Regions from separate parts of the Ovis aries genome. Here region 1 is linked to region 2. A link is a contact called in public Hi-C data. All regions are on one chromosome and are shown on one strand. Each heading gives the region's core, a stretch centred on a gene start, on an enhancer-like site or on the middle of the called end of the contact. The rest is flanking DNA. Distances are from core to core; before and after follow the strand shown. Region 1 overlaps ACOT7 (acyl-CoA thioesterase 7). Region 2 holds the start of ESPN (espin).

What was found. A called contact is a pair of places that touch in the nucleus more often than the background predicts.
Region 1: a contact with region 2 is called in a Hi-C map of hypothalamus, with 2.9 times the contacts expected there. The contact joins the enhancer-like site here to the promoter of ESPN in region 2. A contact is called at or near these places in 4 of 16 Hi-C or Micro-C datasets (hypothalamus, liver, muscle and 1 more).

What each region holds. Positions count from the first base shown.
Region 1 is chr12:46,362,182-46,369,559 of ARS-UI_Ramb_v3.0, reverse strand. The region is part of intron 1 of ACOT7 (acyl-CoA thioesterase 7); the gene reads right to left. Among named protein-coding and RNA genes, the nearest start is that of TRNAE-UUC, 26 kb to the right of the region's middle. Within about 2 kb of position 2,264, at least 31 of the 54 cell types and tissues checked have an H3K27ac peak or open chromatin away from gene starts, as enhancers often do. A contact at or near this core is called in hypothalamus and liver, where this site is marked.
Region 2 is chr12:46,290,833-46,298,571 of ARS-UI_Ramb_v3.0, reverse strand. ESPN (espin) reads left to right here and starts at 4,486. Exons shown (of 14, transcript XM_042257331.1): 1 at 4,486-4,949. The coding sequence starts at 4,656.

The sequences.
Region 1 (7,378 bases), core at 1,015-3,514, 73 kb before region 2:
CAAAGAGTCGGACACAACTGAGCGACTGAACTGAACTGAAGGGTATGTTTTTCCTTAAACTGTGTACTAATGATTATATAACATCAATGTGTCTTGCTCGAGGACTTGTTTCTTCTTAACAGGAACCCATTCCTTCTGGCTAACCTTGTTAAGATGTATGTTGCGTGAGTGGGTCTTGTAAGACCTTTACAACCTTGAGGCATTCTTCGGATCTACTGTTAGTAACCAATTGATAAAGTATATAAAGTCTTGCTAAGACTAGTGGGGGGAGCACTCTTCTGCCCCCTTCTGGTGTCTGTGTCAGAAGATTTCTCTATCCCTTTTTACTTTAATAATACTTTTGCCACATGAAGCTCTTGAGTGACGGAAGCCGCGTCTATGGTCCCAAAGCGAAATTTTCTCCTTCAAAGATCATGAATCCGACACCATCACCATAAGCTACCACTAGAAAAGGCAAAACTATGGAGACAATTTTAAAAAGTCCATGTTTGGACTTGCCAGTGGTTAAATTCATGCGCCAACGCAGGGGTGTGTGCTTAGTCACTCAGTAGTGTCCAACTCTTTGCGACCCCATGGGCTATAGCCCACCAGGCTTCTCTGTCCATGAGGATTCTCCAGGCAAAAGTGGGTTGCCATGCCCACCTCCAGGGGATCTTCCCAACTCAGGGACTGAACCCAGGTCTCCCACATTGCAGGCGGATTCTTTACCATCTGAGCCACTGGGGAAGCCCAAGAATACTGGAGTGCATAGCCATTCCCTTCTCCCTGGGATCCTCCTGACCCAGGAGTCAAACTGGGGTGTCCTGCATTACAGGCGGATTCTTTACCAGCTGAGCTACCAGGAAAGCCCCCAGTGCAGGGGAGGTGAGTTCGATCCCTGGCCTGGGAAGATTCCACATGCCATCAGGGCAAGTAAGCCCCTGTGCCACAACTACTGAAGCCTGAGAGCCCTAGAGCCTGTGCTCCACGACAAGAGAAGTCAGTGCAGTGAGAAGCCCGTGCACCGCAACTAGAGAAAGCCTCCCACAGATCTCCAAAGGACTGAAGACCCAGTGCAGCCAAAAAGAAAAAAGAAAAGGTCAGTGTTGGGATTTCCCTGGTGGTCCAGTGGCTAAGACTCCTGAGTTCCCAATGCAGGGGGCCTGAGTTCTATCCCACATGCCACAACTAAAAGATTCCACATGTTGTAACTAAGGCCTGGCAAATAAATAAACACTTAAAAAAAAAAAACCAAGGTCAGTGTTTGCCAGAGGTTGGGGTGGGGGTGGGATAAGAAGACAGAGCAGAGGATTTTTAGGGCAGTGAAAATACTCTGCATGATTCTGGAATGGTGGACATATCACTACCCATTTGTCCACAGCATGTACAACTACTAGAGTGAACCGCAACGTAAACTGCAGACTGCGGTACGACACAGAGTCGTCACTGTGGGTTCATCGGCTGCGACAGATGCACCTCTCTGCTGGGCTACTGATAAAGGCCGAGGCTGTGCATGCGGGGCAGAGGACATGCGGGAGCCTCTGAGCTTGACTCTCCGTTTTGCTGTGAAACTAAAGCTGCTCTGAGGACTTCCCTGGCGTCCACGGGTTCAGACTGCTTCCACTGTGGGGAACTAGGCTCCAGCAAAAACAAAAACTGCTCAAAAAGTAACCTCTAATAAAAAATGTTATAGAACATATTTTTAATGTTTTGAGTTTTAAAAATTCCCACTTATACTACTAAGCTCTTTTTTTTTGTTAAAGTTTAAGAGGTAGGCAATTCAAATAACAAAACAACCACAACAAACTCTTTCCTTGGCATTTGTTTTCAACTTAGTAAAGACCTCTACCCACAGGCCCAAGGGCCAGGCAGGGGTCCAGACAGGGCAGGACTGAAACAATTCTACACCACGCAGATTGCGTCTGGGGAGCCTGACTTATTTCTGCCTGTTTGTAAAGTGGGGCTGTGAACGCCTGGCTGGCTCAGGGCCAAGAAGAGCAAACAGAGGGCCCCAAGGCCAAGGAGGAAGTGCTCACATCCGGGAGGGCTTGAGGAGGGAGGGACCGGGGAGGAGGCACCTCCGACACGGGACAGAGCCTGGAGCCACCCTGCGACACTGGGGGTCCGGATGGACCCCACAGCACCAACATCCCACTAACTCCGGAGGGGCCCCAGGGTACTGAGCTCCAGGCCCACCCCCACCTCCTTGTCCTAGTCACCCCGGGTCCTGCCCAAGGACTGTCCTAGCGCCCCCAAGCCAGCTGGCACCCACACGGTGCAGATGCAAACCTTCCCCAGGGACCTGATCCTGCCTCTGCTCTGCAGTTGTGCAAACAAGGAGGGCCAGAGCCCAGGTCTGGCAGCCCCTCCCTGGGGCCCCAAATCAGATGCCTCTCCCAGGGCGTCACCATGATTCCATCCCAGCCTCCACCCCAACGCCAGGGCTATGGTTCCGCACCTGCCCACCCTCCCTCTGTCCCCTCCTTCCTCCAAAGAGCTCTGGAGCTGCTGGGCAGGGTCTTCCTCAACTCACTTCCCCCTGAATGCCCGCAATGCGTGTCACCTCCAGGCAGGCAGGAGTGGGAGCAACCAGGGCAGCCAGGGGAACGTGTGGCCCCTTGGTGGCACTCCCGCTTTCCCATTTTTAGCAAAGACACAGAGATGAAAAGTGTTTCACTTTCCTCTTTTCTATCAGAAAAGAAACAAAGACAGCCCAGTGGAGCATGCACGATGCCACACGGCACTGCCCACTGGTCTCTGGTCAGGGAGGTGAAGGGGCGGTACTGGGTGGTACTGGCCCTCACAGTTGGCCAGCTGCATCCTTGCAGGGGTTCGAGTTGAGGATACCAAAGCTCTGAGTTTTCTAGAGAAGCCGGCAATCCAGAGTTTAATGTGAAATCTCTTGAAATTTGACTGGCAGCACCCAACTGAAATGGCCACCACACAGGCCAGCTCAGGAGGGCAGAGCAGGTGGTGGGCCTGACCCCATCCTGGAGGGACTCTGTGTGCCCCATTCTCTCTCCCACCTCTCTCTGCCCCTCTGCCCATGCCAACCTGCAACTCCCTCAATCCTTGAACCCCAGAAGCTCCAGGGAAAAGTAGACAGTTGGCCCAGGGAGCCCTTCCCGTGACCCCATCCCCCACGTCCTCTCAGCTGGCCAGTGGCAGGGACACTGCCTCTTGTGACCAGAGATCCTGCACCCCAAGATCCTCTCCACCATCTTCCTCTCTCCCTGCACTCCCAGCAGTGGCATCTGGAATGTTACCACCCTGTCACGCACCACCTCTCCCCCTCCATTCCAGCTACTCCTGCCCCAAACCACAGGATGAGTTGGCCAGGGCTGGGCCCACGGCTAACCAAAGCAAGCACCGCCTCCTCCCTGCTAACCTCTGAAGCAGACACTAAGCTAATGACAAGAGCAGGGAGGAAGCCACACACACCTGGGTCATAGAGTCACTTTCAGATGGTGCAACCACCCCCCACTGGGGCATCAGGAAAACTTCAGAGGAAGTGACACTTGGGTCAAGTCCTGGAGAGGGAGCAGGTGAGCCAGGGACAGAGGGTGGGGCATGAGGGATGCTCCAAGGAGAGGTGGTATCTCAGAAGACCCCAGAGATGGGAGAGCTCAGCAGGTACAGAAACAGACAGTGGTCCCCCAAAGCCGGCCAGTGACCCCTGGGGGGAGAGAATGGGAGTGAAGGACGAGCTGGAGAATGGAGCCAGGAGCTTGTCACACAGGCCTGGGACTGAGACAGAGCCTGGACTTGTCCTAGGGGCAGGGTGGCCTTGGGAGACCCTGAGTCAGGGCTGGTGTGTGAGAAGTCACCCGGGGGCTGTGGATGGAGGGGCTTCTCTGCCTACATCTTGCCTCCCAGCCTGAGCCCACCATTCACCCTGCTGCCCCAAGAGTCAGTCTTCCTAAGCAGGAGTCCACGGCCCTGCCAGACCCAGCAGGGCCCCTCCTATGGGAGAAAAATTCAACTCCCGGGACTTCCCTGCCGGTCCAGTGGTTGAGACTCCATGCTTCCACTGCAGGGGGCATGGATTCGATCCCTGATCAGGGAACTAAGATCCGGCATGGCACGTGGGGCAACCAGGAAAAAAAAAGATTCAACTCCCTAGCAAGGCCTCTGAAGCCCTCAGGGGTCTGGAACTTTCCTCGCCTAACTCCCACTGCCTCTTGGAGCTCTAGGCTGCACCTGCCCAGGCCAGTACTGCTGGCTGGGCCCACCTGGACCTTCCCTCCACCTCGCCTGCACCAGCCTGTCCCAGCAACATGCCACCTCTGCCCCATGAAGAAAGGCGACTCGTGGACAAATGGGGAGCCTAAGTAGACACCAAATTCCGGAGGGCAACCAGCTTTATCATCATCCACCCAAACTCCAGATACATGGGCTGCTCTAAGCCAGACGTCCCACCAAGAGGAATTCACCCTACAGATGTTTCCACACATGACCAAACCAAGCGTGTTCAAGGTTACTCACTGAAAAGCTGTTTTATGTGCAAAAGCGGGCCGTGCCCTAATTCCGCCAATAAGGGGCTAGTTAGATTAAGTTACACCTACATGACAGGTAAGAGGGAGGAAGGGTCTCGGAGAAGCCTCGTTAGATGAGAAAAGGCTCAGAATGATGGGAGACGGGTTACCGTACCTGCAGGCCCGGTGGAGACCACCCTTGGGGGGAGGCCCGGGAAACCAGAAGCTTCCACGGCCCCTGAGAGGAGAACCAGCGATTGGAGGAAAGTCACAGTGACACCTCTGTGCCTTCTGAATTTAAAACCATGTCAAAGGACTTCCCTGGTGGTCCAGTTGATAAAACTCTGCTCCCAATGCGGGGAGCACGGGTTCGATCCTAGGTCGGGGAGCACAGATCCCGCAAGCCCCACGAAACCATGTCAACCATGTCAAATATTAATAAATCCACAGTCTTTAAAATGTACTCAAATGAAGTAAGCCAGAAAGAAAAACACCAATACAGTATACTAACACATATATATGGAATTTAGGAAGATGGCAATGACGACCCTGCATGCAAGACAGGCAAAAAGACACAGATGTGTATAACGGACTTTTGGACTCAGAGGGAGAGGGAGAGGGTGGGATGATTTGGGAGAATGGGAATTCTAACATGTATACTATCATGTAAGAACTGAATCGCCAGTTCATGTCTGACGTAGGGTGCAGCCTGCTTGGGGCTGGTGCATGGGGATGACCCAGAGAGATGTTGTGGGGAGGGAGGTGGGAGGGGGGGTCATGTTTGGGAACGCATGTAAGAATTAAAGATTTTAAAATTTAAAAAATTAAAAAAATAAAATATTTAAAATAAATAAATAAATAATAAAATAAAATGTACTCAAAGCACAGCTGAAACAAAGGTGCTGAGCAAAGCCTTCTCTGAACTCACCACAGCAAGGCTACCATCTCTGCTGGTTCCTATGGGCGGGAGAAAGGCAGGGGAACAGAGTGGGAGAGGCTGTTCCAGGAACGGACTGCAGGCAAGGGACAATGGGGAGGCCAGAGGAGCCACCCTGCTCCCCACACGTCTGTGTGTCCTGAGGGCAGGCCCTGTGCTTCTGCTCCTCCAGGTCCCCCGAGGCCAGGCCAGGCCCCACCCGACCCGGAGCCTCTGGACGGGGTTGAACTGTGTCCCCTGACACAATTCAGATCAGCTAAAGCCTGACCCTGGAACCTGTGACTGTGATCTGATTTGGAACCAAGGTGTTTGCAAATGTGGTCAAGTTAAGGTGAGGTTATTATCAGGGCTGTGTTCCCATAACTGGTATCCTTAGAGGAAGGTGGAGGTCTGGACACACGAGGGGAAAAGGCCACACGACACAGAGGCAGAGCCTGGAGTGACGCTGTGACAAGACACACAGGCACTGCCTGCAGCCTGGATGCTGGACAAGGAAAGAAAGGCCCTTTCCCCTAGAGCCTTCAGAGGGAGCATGGCCCTGCCGACCTGTGGTGTGGGGCTTGCGGCCTCCAGATGTGAAAGCATATGCATTTCTGTGTTTTAAGGCACCCAGGCGTGGTCATGTGTTACAATGACGCCAAGAAACCAAGACAGCATGTGGCCTGAGGCCCCTGCCCGAGTGACCTGAGCACTCCCCCAGAAGGCAGCAGGGAGCGGCCGGGCTGAGTCCCCACAGCCTGCAGCCAAGCTCAGGTCCTGCTCTCCAGTCCAGCCAGCCCAGGCCAGGCCCCCAGCAGCCTTGGTGGCAGCTCCACTGATGACTGCCCCCTGCCCACCCTACCCACAGCCCTCCAGCATGAGGCCAACATCTCCAACTCTGATAGGAAAATGTCAGTGCTAAAATGGAACACTTCCACGTGAGTTCCGGGGAACTGGGGGAGGCGGGGCAAGGGGGTTGTTTCCTTTACCCAACGGTGAAAGCAGAACTGCCTAAAGGAGAAGGTGGCAGTGACAAGTCCAACCAATTTCCAGGACACGTGAAGTCCTCTGTGGGGTTTCCACCAGCACCCAAACACGGGCAGAACCACTGGGCTTGCTGCCAGGGTCCAGGCGGGTTTCCACAGGGCAGCCAGCTCTAAGCATGCCTCACGGCTTGTGCCAGAAGCTCCCCAGACCTGTCCCTTCTGAATGAGGTTCAACCCAGAGAAGCAAAAGCAGGTCAGGACAGTGACTTTTGGACAGAGTGCCACCCCTGCCTTGGAGCTACAGGTGGCAGTTGAAAAGGTGCCCGTGGCGGGGGCATCCATAAAGCAGGATCTGAACCGGAGTCTGAAGGCAAGCCAGGAAGGAGACTGGCGGGGCGGGGGCTGCCACTGCTGGTGAGAAAGGAGCTCCGGGCTCATCTGGGGGCACACACCTGCCAGGAGGACCACATGGGTTGGGGGCACGTGGGCTGGTTCACACCTGGCAGCCTCCACCATGAGGCCCTGAAAGCCAGAGTCAGGCACATATGAACACCCCATCTTCCTACGTCAGGGGGACTCTGCCCAGCAGAAGGCTGTGTGGCACCGCTTGCCTTATCCAATTTGCTGGCTAAGAAGGTTCCAGCAAAGCTCCTTCAACCCCCAAAGACCCCAAAGGAGGCAAGGGGGGAGAAACAGCTGGGCCACCAAAGAGGCCCTGGGACCCTCCCAGGCCCCAAAGCAGGACAGGAGAATGAACCAGGGCAGGTGGCCCACCCAGCCCCACTGACCCCAAAAACCCAAAGCACCCTGAGCTGAGCAGACAGGAAGGTGAGCAGCGCCTGGCCCAACCACAGAAATCTGCTGGCAGGAGAAAGGGAAGCACCAGGCAGGCAAGAAGGCAAAGAGGAGCAAGTGCCCCAACTTGGGCGCTGGAGCTAGGTGGGTGAGTGCCAGGTGGGTGAGTGCCAGGCCTCACTGCCAACTCCCCCGGGCACCCATGATATGACCCTGCCAGGAGCCCA
Region 2 (7,739 bases), core at 3,237-5,736:
GGGGAAGAAGGTTCTTCCTAGAGCAGCCCTGTCCGTGTCTGTGGACCACCATTTTGAAGCCTAAAGGGTGGGCGAGAAAACTCCCTTTTCAGTTACCCCCAAATTTTATTTGTTTGGGCTTCCCTTGTGGCTCAGCTGGTGAAGAATCCACCTGCAATGTGGGAGACCTGGTTTCAATATCTGGGTTGAGAAGATCCCTTGGAGAAGGGAAAGGCTACCGACTCCAGTCCATGGGATCATAAACAGTCGTATACGACTGAGCGACTTTCACTTTAACTATTTATTTATTTATTTATGTCCTGCAGCTGCAGGATCTTAGATCTCCAACCTAGGATCGAATCCATTCTTCCTGAAGTGGAAGCACAGAGCCCTAATCACTGGACTGTGAGGAAATTCCAGTCACCCTAGTTTTGTTTTGTTTGTTTTCTAACCTTTTCTTTTTAATTGTGTTTGTTTATTTATTTTTGGCTGCACTGGATCATCATGGCTGTGTGAGCTTTCTCTGGTTGTGGCAAGTGGAGGCTATTCTCTAGTTGGGGTACATGGGCTTCTCATTACCATGGCTTCTCTCATAGCGGAGCACAGGCTCTAGAGTCTGCAGACTTCGGTAGTTGTGGCACGTGGGCTCTGCAGCTTCAACTCCTGAGCTCTAGACCACAGGCTTAGTAATTGTGGCAGGCACATGGGCTTAGTTGCTATGCAGCATGTGGGATCTTACTGGACTAGGGATCAAACCTGTGTCCCCTACATTGGCAGGAAGATTCTTAACCACTGGACCACCAGGGAAGTCCCTACCCCAGATTTTAAAGTCCCTCCTCTAGTCCCCCATGGCTGTTCCCTTCATCGGAAGAGTTCTGGGGGTTTTGCTGGTTTATATGGAGGAAGGAGTCATTTATAAGCAAGGGAACTTAGGTAAGATAACCCAGTGGACAGAATTCGGGGATGCAGTCTTTAAGGAAGCTGAGACCACTTTAGGGTACAGTAGGAACATATTTCACCTGAGTCCCTGCCCTTGAGTGGGGAGAGGGGTCTGAACAGCCGTTTTCCAAGTAACTGGGATGGGCAGATGCTGATCCCAGCAGAAGAATCTCCAGGTGGGGGAGGGAGCCCCTAAACTGATATCTGGAGGGACACTGGAGGGACTGATATCTGGGGGACACTGGAGGTGCTCTGGGCGGAGGGAACTTTAGGGGCAGAAGGAAGAAGGAAGGGCACAGGAGCATCTGCCTCTGAGCTTTGCCCCTTACTATTTGTGTCACCTCGAGCAAGATAAAATAAAAAGCAAAACCAGGACTTCCCTGGTGGTCCAGTGGATGAGAATCCATCTGCCAACACAGGGGATATGGGTTCGATCCCTGGTCTGGGAAGACCCTGCATGCCATGGAGCAGGCAGGCCCGTGTGCCACGTCCACTGAAGCCCATGATCCTAAAGCCTGTGCTCTGCAACCAGAGAAGCCATGGCAATGAGAAGCCAGTGCACCACAATTGGAGAAAGTCTGTGTGCCGCAACAAAGACCCGCTGCAGCCAAATATAAATTTAAAAATTATAATTAAGTTAAAATCCAAAACAATAAGCAAAACAAAAAGAACCTCCATGTGCCTCAGTTTTCTCAGCTGTAAAATGGGCGTAGTGTTGTGCCTCTCTCATAGCATCCCTGTGGGATTAAATATGCATATGAAGCTTGGCATGATGCCTGATAAGTGTTAGGTCTTCCAAAAATGTGTTCTTACTGGTTATGGGCTCTCTAGGGATGCTTGGGAGGATCCAGTGGACACAGTGCAGCCCAGAAAGGACAGAGAAGGCCTGTATCTCAGCTTGACTTTGAGTGGCATCCTCAGAAAGGAGTCTGAGAAGATGGTCAGCAAGGATGGGTGCTCACAGGTGACTCCTATGGAGGAGTCCTTATGGGCAGTGGGAGGGACAGCTCTTCTGCCTTGACCAGTGCCATAACAGCAGCACATCACTGTGATCTGATCCCCAGAATGACAAAACCATGTGATAAATGAGAGTATCCAGGAATGGGGGGCCACTTGGAAGGAAGGATAAGAATTGCAGGGATTTTTTTTTTAATGGAGAAAGCACAGGGAGGGACCTTCAAGATAAGCTATTTTACAGGCTTCACTGGTGATCTAGTCGTTAAGACTCTGTGTTCTCAATGCAGGGGGCATGAGTTCGTTTCCTGGTTGGGGAAGATCCTGCATGCCGTGTGATGTACACCCCCCAGAAAAGAGAAGCCACTTTAGTTCTTTGTCCTGAAAGTACCCCTAACACTCAGGGTACACTTGCCACTGTGTAGGCTATAGGAGGGCTGCTCTAGCAGGCACCAAGTGCCAACTGAATTGCTGACGCTGCCAGCCTAAGGCTCCTCCCTCCCCTGGTCTGAAAACCACTGGGTAAGGGTCCTAGACCCCAGCAGTCACAGGTCCCATGGGGGAGTGAGGTGGGTCTGGTGTGGTGGTAGTGGCTAGAAACCCATATGGCCACTGAGGCCCAGAAGATCCAGTTCAGGAGGGTACCATGTGGCACAGATGGTAAAGAATCCACCTGCAAGGCAAGAGACCTGGGTTTGATCCCTGGGTTGGGAATATGCCCCCGAAGAGGGCATGGAAACACACTCCAGTATTCTTGCCTGGAGAGTCCCCATGGACAGAGGAGCCTGGTGCGCTATAGTCCATGGATCGCAAAGAGTTGGACAGGACTGAGAGACTAAGCTCATGACACTCAAAGTCCACTGCATGTGGCGCCACCTAGTGGTAGCCCCAGGTAATTGCACACCTACTGTTCATTAAAAAGCAGACATTACTTTGTCGACAAAGGTCTGTCGAGTCAAAGCTATGGCTTTTCCAGTAGTCATGTACAGATGTGAGTTGGACCATAAAGAAAACTGAGCACCGAAGAACTGATGCTTTTGAACTGTGGTGTTGGAGAAGACTCTTGAGAATCCCTTGGACTGCAAAGAGATCCAACCAGTCCATTTTGAAGGAAATCAGTCCTGAATATTCATTAGGAGGACTGATGCTGAAGCTGAAGCTCCAATACTTTGGCCACCTGATGAGAAGAACTGACTCACTGGAAAAGATCCTGATGCTGGGAAAGATTGAAGGCAGTAGGAGAAAGGGACAACTGAGGATGAGATGGTTAGATGGCATCATCAACTCAATGGACATGAGTTTGAGCAAGCTTTGGGAGTTGGTGATGGACAGGGAAGCCTGGCGTGGTGCAATCCATGGGGTCACAAAGAGTTGACCACAACTGAGCAACTAAAACACACACATACACACACCTCTTCCTGGAGGCCCCTCACTCTAGGCATTTCCAGCACCATCCTGTGCCTGTCCCACTAGCCATTGGGTAAAACAGCCCCTGGCAGAGCACTCACAGGGCTCCAGTGGGGAGGTGGTGAGGAAGGGTCAGTCCCATCGGGAGGAAGGACACTGGATGTTTCAAGGCCGCCGGGTGTGCTGACTGAGTTCTCACAGCTACACAGCCCCGTCTTCCAGCAGTTCTTTCTCCTGTTCAGCCCGCAGGGCCTCCCTCCAGCTCCCACGAAGGGCTTCTGGCCAAGCAGGCAGGCAGATTGGCGTACCTGTGCTCTCCTGGCCCACTGCCCTCCCAGAGCCATCCTGCACCCTTGCAGAGGAGTCCCAGGCCTGCTCCCCGGGTGACTGCTCTGGAGTGCCTCCCCTGTGCCGGCCCCCTCCCTCTCCCCAGCCCTTGCAGCCTGCTTCTCTGTCTCTCTTTATTTGGCAGCCTCAGGGCCCCAAGCTCACAGTTGACTCCCCCACCCCAGAGGGTAGCTCTGGGCGCTCTCTGAGCCCAGGGTCTCTGAGCCCAGGGTCTCTAGGACTGGAAACCAGAGTACACCAGGCCTTCATCTTTTTCCCCTTCTTTCTCACCCTTCCTTGGGAAATCTGAAATCTGAGGACAGTTATCAGGGTCTGGGGGACCCAGAAAGGCTGAGGACCCAGCACCCGTGCCACCCTCCAAGGCATAGACCCAGAACTCCTTAAGGACTTTTTAGGCCGGTTCCTGGTGAATGGCCCTTGCTCCCCAAGTCTCTCAGGCCTGGGGCTTTCCTCTGTGCGCCTTCGAATAAAGCCCAGCCCACCGCCCCTTCCCAGATGGCCCTTCCCCGCCTGCCCACGTGGCCTCCACAACTCACTCCCTAGCTCCCCGTTTTCCTTTTCTGATCACACGGTCACTGTTTGCTGGCTTGTGTCCCCAGCGCCTCCATCTGGCACGGGATTGATAAATGAGTTCGTCTGGACGCTCTGGACGGCTCTCGAATTCGAGCCCAGTCTGATCACCCTCTGGGTTCTCCGTTCTGACCGGAGGTATAATAAATTAGGAGAGAAGTCCCTGGGCGCACCGCCCCTGTGGCCGCAGTCCGGCGCTCGGAGCGGAGGCGGAGTCGGGGGCGGGGCGGGGCGGGGGCGGGGGCAGGCCCGAGCCTTAAGCCGGGCGCCGCGGGTGCCCCGTGCCCCAGAGCGCGGCGGAGGCCGAGCTGAGCCGGCGAGGCAACGCGGGACAGAGGCCGGGCCGGCAGCCGCTCCGCCTCCCGACCCGCAGGCCCAGACGGCCCGGCCGCCGGCTCTCCCTGTATGGCGCCTCGAGGGACGCTCTGAGCCCAGGTCGCGGCGCCGCAGGCGGCACCATGGCCCTGGAGCAGGCGCTGCAGGCGGCGCGCCAGGGCGACCTGGACGTGCTGCGGTCCCTGCACGCCGCCCGCCTGCTGCAGCCCTCGCTGCGCGACCCGCTGGACGCGCTGCCGGTGCACCACGCTGCCCGCGCCGGCAAGTTGCACTGTCTGCGCTTCCTGGTGGAGGAGGCCGGTCTGCCCGCTGCGGCCCGCGCGCGCAACGGCGCCACGCCGGCCCACGACGCCGCCGCCACTGGTCACCTCGCCTGCCTGCAGTGGCTGCTCTCGCAGGGAGGCTGCGGAGTGCATGTGAGTTTGCGCCGCTCACTGGGCCCCCGAGGGGGCTTCCTCCCCAGGAAGGAGTTCTGGCTTGGAGCCCTCGTGGCTCAAGAATGGATGGTTTGGGGCACCGCGGAGCCAAACCTGATTTGGAGTTCCCTCCAAAGGACTTGGGGCAGGGTGGGCTCCTGGGTTGAGAGTACCCGAGCAGATGCTCTGGCAAGCGCTGGCCACCACCTAGAAGATTACCAGGTGATAAACCAGAATGGAGTTGGGCTCAACCAGGATAGCATTTAAGGGTGAGGGTGTGGGAAACGCACTGATCCAGGGAGTCCTGGAGAGTGGGCGGGGGGAACAAAGGGCCTGGAGTCAGAAGCCCATGTCCCTCAGGATCAGGTCTGGGAAGGGTGGTGCACAAAATCTTGCAGCCTACCTCTGGTTGAGTTGCATGTTTCCCTAAGGAGTGGGGGAGTTGGTAAATGGGGTCCTTCCCACGATCTGAGCGGATCCCAGGACATCAGCACCTTCCCACTTCCCAGATTCTTCAGCTTAGCCTGAGTCTTCCTGCCCTGAGACCCCACCTGGTCTCACTCAGTGGCCGCAGGGCTGGTATTAGCCAGTCTGGCCTCTCCTGAGTGGGACGTAAAGGAGGCAGCTCAGGTCTGGTGTGTAGCTTTCCTGCTCAGTCCTGCCAGAAACAAGAGCATCCAGCAGGGTCTAGGCCTGGGGTCCAGGTGTGCTCCTGATCCCCTGGAACTGCCAGTCCATCAGGACACTGAACAGCAAACACACAGGTTAGAGAGTAAGCCAGGTACCACCAGGTACTGCTAGGCCATGTGGGGGGAGCATCAGGGAGCTGCTTGGGCAAGGTGGCCAGAGAAGGCCCCTCCGAGGGGTGACCTCAGAAGGAACTTTTGGCTGATGGGGAAGAAGTGGCCAGGTGATGACCTGAGAATTCCGAGCACAAGGAGCAGGAAGTACAAAGCCCTGAGGGGGACACATTCTGTCCTGTGACGGGGACAGCAAAGAGGTGAGCATGTCTGAAGTGGGATGAGGCAGGGAGGAGCCAGCAGGGCCAGGTCCTGTAGGATTGTAGGCTGGGTTCAGAATTTGCAGGATCCTATGATTGTGGGGGAAAGCCAAGGATGGAGGGACAGAACTCATTTTCCTCTTAGCAAGAGACCACTGTGTTAACTGGCTGTAGTAGAGGAGGCAGGGGTACTCTGAGCTGACCGGCTGTGCCGTAGGGATAGCCAGGCCCCATTTCCCCCACCTTTTAGCCTCAGGATGGCAAGGCCCCCCATCCCACCCTTCCTGGAAGATGACCAGGCCCCTTATCTCCCGGCCAGCTCTGCTATCAGGAGTTCCTGGCGTGTGGCGCCTCCCCACCCTTTTGGGAGGTGGCACGCCTCCCCGATTCCGGTGTCCAGCTTTGACCGGAAGCCTCCCCAGCCACTGGAAAGGAGGTAGAGGAGCAGGTGGCCTTGTGCCCAGCTTATCAAGTCCCCCGCCCTCTAGCCCCAGCCAGCTTGGGTGCTGGGGGCGGAAGTGTGTATGTACGGGAGGATGACCTCGATCCTGGGCCCTGCTCAGCCTGGGGAGATAAGCAGCTTTAGGGTGCAGGCCACAGCACGTGAGGCTTCTGGGGCCTCTGGAGCTGTTGAGATCTTGGGGACAGGTCACAGGCCTGTGATCCTCTCCTTCCTGGGGCCTCCCTCTCCACCCCCACCCAGAGGCCCAGAGCCATCAGGATCCCCTGGACCCTCAGGCCCACTGTCCCCAGGCCCGATGGGAAGGAGGGTTTTTCTCAAGAGCTGGAGTGCAGGGCATATTTCACTGTGGGCCTGTCCAGGTCACTGCTAGCCAGTTTTGTCCGCTGGGCTCAGGAAGTGTGTTAGTTATTCAGTTGCCTCTGACTCTTTGCAACCCCGTGGTTGCATGCACTGTAGCCCTCCAGGCTCCTCTGTCCGTGGGATTCTCCAGACAAGAATACTAGAGTGGGTTGCTATTTCCTTCTCGAGGGGATCTTCCCCTCCCAGGGATCAAACCCAGGTCTCCTGCATTGCAGGCAGAGTGTTAGTACTGTTTGAGCCATGAGGGAAGCTGCTGGGCTCAGGAGGACAGACTAAACCAGTCTTCTGGTCCTCCTCGGGCATTCTGCACACAGGCCTCTCAGCATCGTCCTCTGCCTCCTGTGGGCTGTTTCTCTGCCTCCCCTTCCTCTGCCTGTGTTCTAGCCCATCAGCCAGTCTGTTTGTCCCCAACCCCACAGTCTGACTGTGACCTCCCCACCGTGCCCCTGGGCCCTGTTCCCTTGCCCCCTCACTTCCTGCATTTCTTAGAGGCTTCCCTTGGTGGCTCAGATAGTAAAAATTTCTGCCTGAAGTATAGGAGACCTGGGTTCGATCCCTGGGTCAGGAAGATCCCCTGGAGAAGGGACTAACAACCCACTCCAGTATTCTTACCTGTAGAATCCCATGAACAGAGGGACCTGGCGGGCTACAGTCCATGGGGTTGCAAAGAGTTGGACACAACTAAAACAACCAACACTTCTTCACTTGGAGGAGCCTCAGCAGTTCTCCTGTAACTGAGATGCACCTTCTTTAAGCTCAGGGTCTCTCCAGTTCCCGCAGCCTCAGCCACACCTGTTCCCACAGTGCCTGCCTCCACCCTGCCCCACCCCACTCCCCTTGCCCCTGCCGGGCTCCCTGCCTACCTCTCCAGCATCCCACGTGCTTGGGTGCTGGGAGCTCGTTCTGTTCCAGACCCAGTGCCCACTCTCCAAAACTCCGAGCCTCTGAGTCCAGACTCCTGGGTTCT